Regions from separate parts of the Oryctolagus cuniculus genome. Here region 2 is linked to region 1. Evidence: chromatin contacts called from public Micro-C data. All regions are on one chromosome and are shown on one strand. Each heading gives the region's core, a stretch centred on a gene start, on an enhancer-like site or on the middle of the called end of the contact. The rest is flanking DNA. Distances are from core to core; before and after follow the strand shown.

The links. Hi-C and Micro-C count contacts between places; a contact is called where the count stands out from the background.
Region 2: a contact with region 1 is called in a Micro-C map of ear pinna, with 2.3 times the contacts expected there. The contact joins the promoter of METRNL here to the enhancer-like site in region 1. A contact is called at or near these places in 2 of 6 Hi-C or Micro-C datasets (ear pinna and an unstated tissue).

What each region holds. Positions count from the first base shown.
Region 1 is chr17:20,902-24,679 of mOryCun1.1, forward strand. No RefSeq gene overlaps it. Among named protein-coding and RNA genes, the nearest start is that of METRNL, 77 kb to the right of the region's middle. Within about 2 kb of position 1,735, at least 3 of the 8 cell types and tissues checked have an H3K27ac peak or open chromatin away from gene starts, as enhancers often do. A contact at or near this core is called in ear pinna, where this site is marked.
Region 2 is chr17:97,411-100,778 of mOryCun1.1, forward strand. METRNL (meteorin like, glial cell differentiation regulator) reads right to left here and starts at 2,055. Exons shown (of 4, transcript XM_002723051.5): 1 at 1,709-2,055. The coding sequence starts at 1,872.

The DNA of each region.
Region 1 (3,778 bases), core at 485-2,984:
CTGTAAAATGGGTGTTGTCAGACCAATGCCCAGGACCTCACAAATACCTGGGCCAGGAACAGGTCTCAGACTGCTGGAGACACAGCCAGCAGAGGGATTGGAGTAGACAGAAATGGTGACAAAGGCTTAGCACTCACCCAGCTGGCTGGGAGAGTGCCCCGCCCTCAAGCCCTGTGCTTTTTCCACCCCACCCTCACCTCCATCCAGAACAGGCACCTGGAATTGGAATAATTGGGTGGCAAAGCTCCTGCAGGGCTGCAGATCACTTGAGGTCTGGGTCAGGGCAGTCTGGGAGGGCCCCAGCCATGGAGGCTGTGCCCGGGCCCTGGTGCTGGGGAGGCAATCTTCTACTCCTCATACGACACTGTTGACACACCAGCAATGGATCCCGCATCTCTCTGGACACCAACGAGGTGTCTGGTGATGCAATTTAATCCTGACCCTGACCCCCCGGAATAGCCAGAGACCCTGCAGTTAAGGGTTCAGTGCCATGAGACTGCCCCCACTTCAGATGCCAGTGGTGCCACTTGTTCTTCTACCAGCTGGCTGTGAATCAGGGCTTCCATGATCCTCCCCGCAGGGTGCAGGAGGGGTGAGTGGGGCCACAGAGCAAGGGAGGAAAGGAAGGGCTGGGTGAGGCTCAGCCAGCTCCTCCCACTCTCCACTGCACTCACAAGTCCAGGGCCTGTCTCAGACTGGGTTCTGAGAACTGCAGCCAATGTGCATCTGCTGGGTCCCCTGGCCAGTGAGAGGGATTTTGAGGCAGTGACGGCCTCAAGCCGTGTGTGTGGATGTTAGCATGCATACACGTTTTGCATACGGTCAAATGTGCATGTTGACATGACTGTGTACTTGGGAATGTTGCTGTGGCCTCGCTGTGTGGGGGCACATACTCCTGTGTGTGCATGTGCTGTGTACACGTGGAATGAGGTTGCTGCTGCCCTTGGGTCTTCACTGGGGGCTCCTGGGAAGGGTGTGTTCCCCAAAGCCCCATCCAGCCCAGGTTCCTCCTGCTGACCCCAAGCACCCCAGCCAACCTGGGCGTTGGGTGGGGAGCAGCCCAGTGTCAACTCCCCAGGGAGGGGCCCAGTGCCGCCTGCCTCCACCCCTCTGCAGACCTCAGACCGGGGTGGGGGGTGGTGCTCAATGGTGCTGAGTTCTCCACTGCGGTGGATTCTGAACTGAATTTTTCTCAGTGGTGAGTTCAACACTGACTTTGCCTCCTGGTTCTGCCGCGAGCTTGCTGGTCCTGAACTGCCTTGACCCTCCCTGGGCTCTCCCCTGCCCCCCACCCCACTGCACCTCCACCTATAAGTAGAAGCTCCAGCTCAGGTAGCACCAAGGGTTGGCGGAAACCATCACAGGGCCTCATGCCCACCAGACCCGGACCCCAAAGTCCCTGAGGCACTGGTCACTCCCCTCATGACTGGCACAGGACACCTTCTGTGAGACTTGAGGACAGCACAGGACCCCTCACTCTGGGTCACCCTGAGCACCCACCACGACCCCTGGCAGTTCCAGAGCCAGTCGACTATGACAACTCCCTGGCCGGGGGCAGGGGTGCGTCACGTAGAATGGGTGTGAGATTTCTGTTTTAACGCCTATCTGACCACACAAATGAAACAGGCAGTGTTGTAACCAAGCGCTCCAGGCGATGCCCACAACCTCCCTACCGGGGTGAAGGCAGACACTGGCTTTGCAGGTTCCCCACAGAAAGCATTGCTGAGTGGTGCTGACCGGTACACCAAGCTGAGGCGTCCCCAGCTCTGCTTTAAGCCAGCTCCTCTGGCTGGGAAGGAAGCCTGGGTTCAGGAAACGAGCCCCAGCAGCTAGGGAGGCACCCGAGGCAAAGCAGCTCAGATGTACTTGTTCTTCCTGGGCAGCCTCAGCCAGGCAGGGTGTGGGGTGAAGCCTGGAGGAGCTGGCCTTGCCCAAGCTGCCAGGAGGGGCTGAGGACCACGGCCTGGCTCCACTTTCCTGTAACTGAGGGTGCGCCCAACCCGTATGTTTCCTGTGACAGCCACGGATCATCACATCCGCTCTGAGAACTATTTTTAACTGATTTATGTATTTCTTTTACCAGGAAGACATCCACTTCTGCTTGAGTCCATCTTACAGGAAAGTGTTGCAACCCTGCTCGGCTCAGCAATGCTAAGTGCGCGTTGGAGCAGGGAAACCCGCCTCACTGCGGAAGTCTTACAAAAATTAATAAAGCGGGGCCTCTGAGTCAGACGCAGATGCCCCTCCTTTTGAAAAAGAGGAAATGCAGCAGTTATCTGCGTGCATAGGACCAGCACGCCCATTTTGAGAAGTACACTGTCCCTTAACGTCCCATGCAGAAGCCCGCAGAGAGCTCCATCCAGACTCCCGGGGCTGCTGCTAGGGTCCAAGGGCATTGACCTGTTGCACTCCATCGTGGCGGGGTTGGCAGAGGGCCAGGGGTCGCCTGTCACAGGGCCCAGGAGATGACCCTAAGAGGACAGTGTCTCAAGGACAAACATGCCCTGCTCACAGACAGGGACAAGCTCAGGGTGCAGGCAGCCTTCTGCACATCAGGACTCACCCCCAACTTGCTGCGTGTGGCACCCACTCAGGACAGGACCAAAATTTCTCACTTCTCAGCTTCTCACATGTGGGACTCAAATTTTTGCAGCATTTTTTTTTTTTAACTTTAGGTGCTACCTATAGCATGTAATCACATGCTGAGTATTCACAAGCTCTTTTTTTAAAGATTTATTTTATTTATTTGAAAAGCACAGTTGCGGGGCGGGGGGGGGAGAAAGAGAGAGAAACCGTCCACCTGCTGGCTCATTCCTCAAATGGCCACAATGACTGGGGATGGGCCAGGCATAAGCCAAGAACCATGAATTCCATCTGGGTCTCCTATGGGGGTGCAGGGGCCCAAGGAATTGGGCCGTCTTCTGCTCTGTCCAAGGCACATTAGCAGGGAGCTGGATCAGAAGTGGAGCAGCTGGGACTTGAACAGTTAACAGCCAATTATATTTATTTGTTTAAAGATTTATTTATTTATTTATTTGAAAGTCGGAGTTACACACAGAGAGAAGGAGAGGCAGAGAGAGAGAGAGAGAGAGGTCTTACATCTGCTGGTTCACTCCCCAATTAGCCTCAATGGCTAGAGCTGCGCTGATCCAAAACCAGGAGCCAGGAGTTTCTTCCTGGACTCCCACATGGGTGCAGGGGCCCAAGAGCTTGGGCCATCTTCCACTGCTTTCCTAGGCCACAGCAGAGAGCTGGATCGGAAGTGGAGCAGCCGGGTCTTAAACCGGTGTCCATATGGGATGCTGACACTGTAGGCAGTGGCTTTACCCACTATGCCACAGCACCGGCCCCCAGACAGCTAATTTCATACCAGCTGCTCAGCCTAAGGCCCAAGGCTGCTCCTGATTATCCACTGGGGACAACTGGAAGACCAGGGCAGAAGGAACAGCAGAGGGCAGCTCCCAGGATGGTCCCTGAAGGCCCTATGTAGCATTGAGTTTGGGCTGAGCAGAGATCTCATTGAAATAGCCCCCATGGACCTGGGCAAGGGACTGAATAAGGAGAAGAAAGGACCACAGAGCCAGAGCCAGAGCCAGGGAGAGTGGCCACCTTGTACTTATGGTCTTGGAGCTCAGCCCGAGGGGTTCTTGCCTGCCTCTAGGGAAGGTGAGTTGAATTTTCAGCACCTGCCATGGCCTGAGGGAAGTGGGTTCTGTTGCCCACACTTCCCAGTGCATGAACTAAAGCCCTGTCTGTGGGGCCGGTGCTGTGGCTCAAT
Region 2 (3,368 bases), core at 805-3,304, 77 kb after region 1:
GAAAGGACTAAGGCGACACCTGGACCTGACGCCTGCATCAGCCCACCGCAGGGCTCTGCCCTCCCGGGGCCATCGTAGCGTCTTCCCCCACATCCTCCTAAGACACCACGCATGGTACATGGGGCTTCACACCAAAACCAGCACCACGACCCGCAGGACCCCTGCTTAGACAAGCACCCAGGGGGGAGGCCTCGGCCAGTCAAGGTCAGTGCTGATGCCTCCCACAGAATCCCGCACCCTCTCTCGTAGCACAGTCAACTTGCAAGCAGCCCTGAGATCAAAGCAACACAGCCCATCTTGAGTGGTCATCGGTGATGGGGATTCTGCCCATGGGTGACACCAAACAATGAAAGCAGCTGCGACGAGACTGAAACAAACCGAACCGAACCCATGCGTCTAGAGGGAAGTCAGCCAGGGTCACTGCCCGGGCGCACACCTGCAGGGGCTGTCAGTGTAGGGCCAGGAGGGGCTGGGGTTCTGTGGAGAGACAGTGGGGGTGGCCACAGCCTCGAGTTTAAGGTGAGTCCTGGTCTTGCTCCTCCGAGGGGAAGCGTTATCAGCGACACAAGCCCCTCACTTGGGAGTGGCCTCTGCCACCAGGAACCCTGCTTCGGGTCAGGGGATCCGGGGGCTGCACTGTCAGCGGAGTGAGAACCACGGGATAAATGGGGCTCCAGAAGCGTGGCCTGGAGCTGCCTCCCGCAGGCTCTGCCTGGAGGACGGGGGTCAGCGCCGGGGGAGGGGGGGTCAGCGCTCCTCTCTGGCTTGCTCTGGTGCACGAGAGGGCGATGGCCTCCCCGCCCAGCTCCGAGCCCTCCCCCCCACCCCCGCGCGCACGTTTCCTCCCGCCCTGGAAACCCGGGGTTGGGGCGGGGACTGCGGTTTTCTCGGTTCGGCCCTGCAGGGTGACCCCAGGCCCGCGTCTAGGGCGCCCTGCCTCACGCCGAGGCTGCGAAGGAGAGCGCGGGATGACCGCGGCGGGGCAAGGGCGGCCCACAAGGGAGCGTCCAGGCTCCAGCCCAGCCCAGCTCTGCGCCGGCGCCGCGGCCCGGCCCGGCTCTGGGAGGACGCGCGGCCAGCGAGCTGCCGCCGGGGCAGCGCCCCCCGCAGGGCCCGGACGGGAACCGCGCACGACCGCCCCGCACCGCGCGGGGCGCACGCGGGCCCGCAGTCGCCTCCGGGGGCGGGGTCCCCGCGGCCGGGGTCGCTGAGCCCCGCGCGCCGCTGCCAAGGGCGGCCCGACCTTCACGAGCCGGGCTCGGCGGCTGCGCTCCCCGCCTGCACCCGGCCCCGCACAGGGTTTGGCTTGCGACTGCCGGCGCTGCACGGACACGGATGGCCGCGGTCCCGAGAGGACCCCGCGCCCGCCGCGGCCCATCCAGGCGAGGGGCCGAGAAGTCGCGGAGCCCGGGACCCCACAGGCTCTGGCGAGTCCTGCTTCGCCGCGCTGCAGGCGCCGCCCCGGGCGTCCTCTGGGCAGGGACCCGCGGGCTCTTTTGTTCTAGGACCGGGGGCGGGGGCGGGGGCACCGGACTCGACCTGGAGAGCAGCCCGAGCCCCTCGCCGAAGCCGAGATCGGCCGGGGTCTGCCGGAGCCGGGGTCTGCCCGGGGCCGAGGTCTGCCGTGATCGGGGTCTGCCCAAGAGCCGGAGTTTGCCTGGGATTGGGGTCTGCTGGGGTCTGCCCAGGGTTGGCCGCGCGGACTCACCTCGCCTTCCAGTTGCACAGGTCGCTCGAGTACTGCGCGCCCGCACCGCCCAGGAGCGCGGCCAGGAGCGCGGCCAGGAGCGCAGTCAGCGGCTGGCCCGAGGCGGGGGATCGCATTCGCCGCGGCCCCGCGCTCCTCCGGACCGCCGGCGCCGGGTCCCGCATGCTCGGCTCGCACCCGCCGCCCGGCCCCGCGCCGCCAAGCAGACCTGGCCCCGGGGGCGGCTCTGGAGCAGGCGGTCACGGCGCGCGCTCCCCGCGCATCCCGGCCCGCAGAGCGCCCGCGCAGCAGCCGCCGCCGCCGAAGCCGCGCGAGCCCGGCGCCCGCCGCCGCCGCCGCCGCCGTCACTGGAGTGGAGTCCGGGACTCAGCCCAGCTCTGCCCGGACGCTCCGCCCACCGCGGCTCCGCCCACGCCCGGACGCTCCGCCCCGGCGGCTCCTCCCCCGAAGGTCCCGCCCCGCTGTTCGCCTGGGTGAGGAGCCGCGGCGGTCAGACCAGGGAGGCCAACCAAGCCTGATCCGCGGCTGCCCAAGCGCCCCCTCCCTTAACCCTACGGCTCTGGTCCCTGTCTCACCAACCTCGCCCTGGACTCCCCTGGACGATGCTTCGCGGTGGGCCCGCAGCCCGGTCCCGCAGAGGGAGTCAGGAGCACCCCGACCCGGGCTGAACCCCGAGTCCCCAGTCGCTGCCCTGCCCCGGCCGCCTGAGTTCTCCGCGTTATGGACCGGAGGGGCAGAGCGGGGCCGACGTGGGGGCCCCCCGGCTGCCTAGGAAGGTTTGTGGTGGTGTGGGGCAAAGACAGAGTGGCCTCTCCAGGCTCCTAGGAGCCGGAGTCCCATGCGGTGGAGAGAGCTGGGAGGACTTGGGGGGATCCTGCTGGTTTGCCTGAGGCACCTTCCAGGGCTGGAGGTTTGTGTGGGTGACTCCCGGGCAGCCAGGCGAGGGAGTGGAATTGAGAGTCACTGAGCCAAGAAAGAGCTGGCAGCAAGCCCAGTGCAGCACCGTGGACCTGAGACGGTGCCTGCCTCGTCTGGAACCCAGCGGGGCAAGGCTGTCCAACCAAAACCACACAGCCAAGCCCCACCCAGTACAGAAGTAGCTAACCCTGAGACCCAAGGTCAGGTGCCCAGCTCTGGGCCACACCTGTGTACTTTAAAATGTGGAGATCTGCTGTCCCCACCCCACTCCTCTCCAGTGCCTGCTCCAGCCCCCTACTCACCACCCAGCTGTGGAGACCTGCTCCCCCAACCCCTTGCGAGCATCAGCGCCCCCCCCCCCAACTGCTGCAGGAAGTGCCTCTGCAGGGTGCATGTGGCTCTGCCAGGCCTGTGCTGCTGGGTGGCCACAGGGCCCGTCAGGCTCTAGACCTGGAACCAGGGAAGGGCGCCTTTGAGCTGCCAACCGGACCCTGAGAGCTGAGGCCCTGCACTGCCTCCTCAGGGCCTCAGAGTCCCTAGTGGCTGCTGCACTGTAAGGGATATGAAGGAGCTGATTCCACACCAGGGCAGGGCTCTGGAACCTGGTGCCCCGTCTGCTCCCTGAAGCTGGGATCCCACAGATAATGGTAAACATTTGTCGGATGGATCCAAGCCTCTGTACCTGCCTCTGGTGTAGACCCCTCAGACCCTGACCGCCTGGATCTGCTTCTGGTGTAGACCC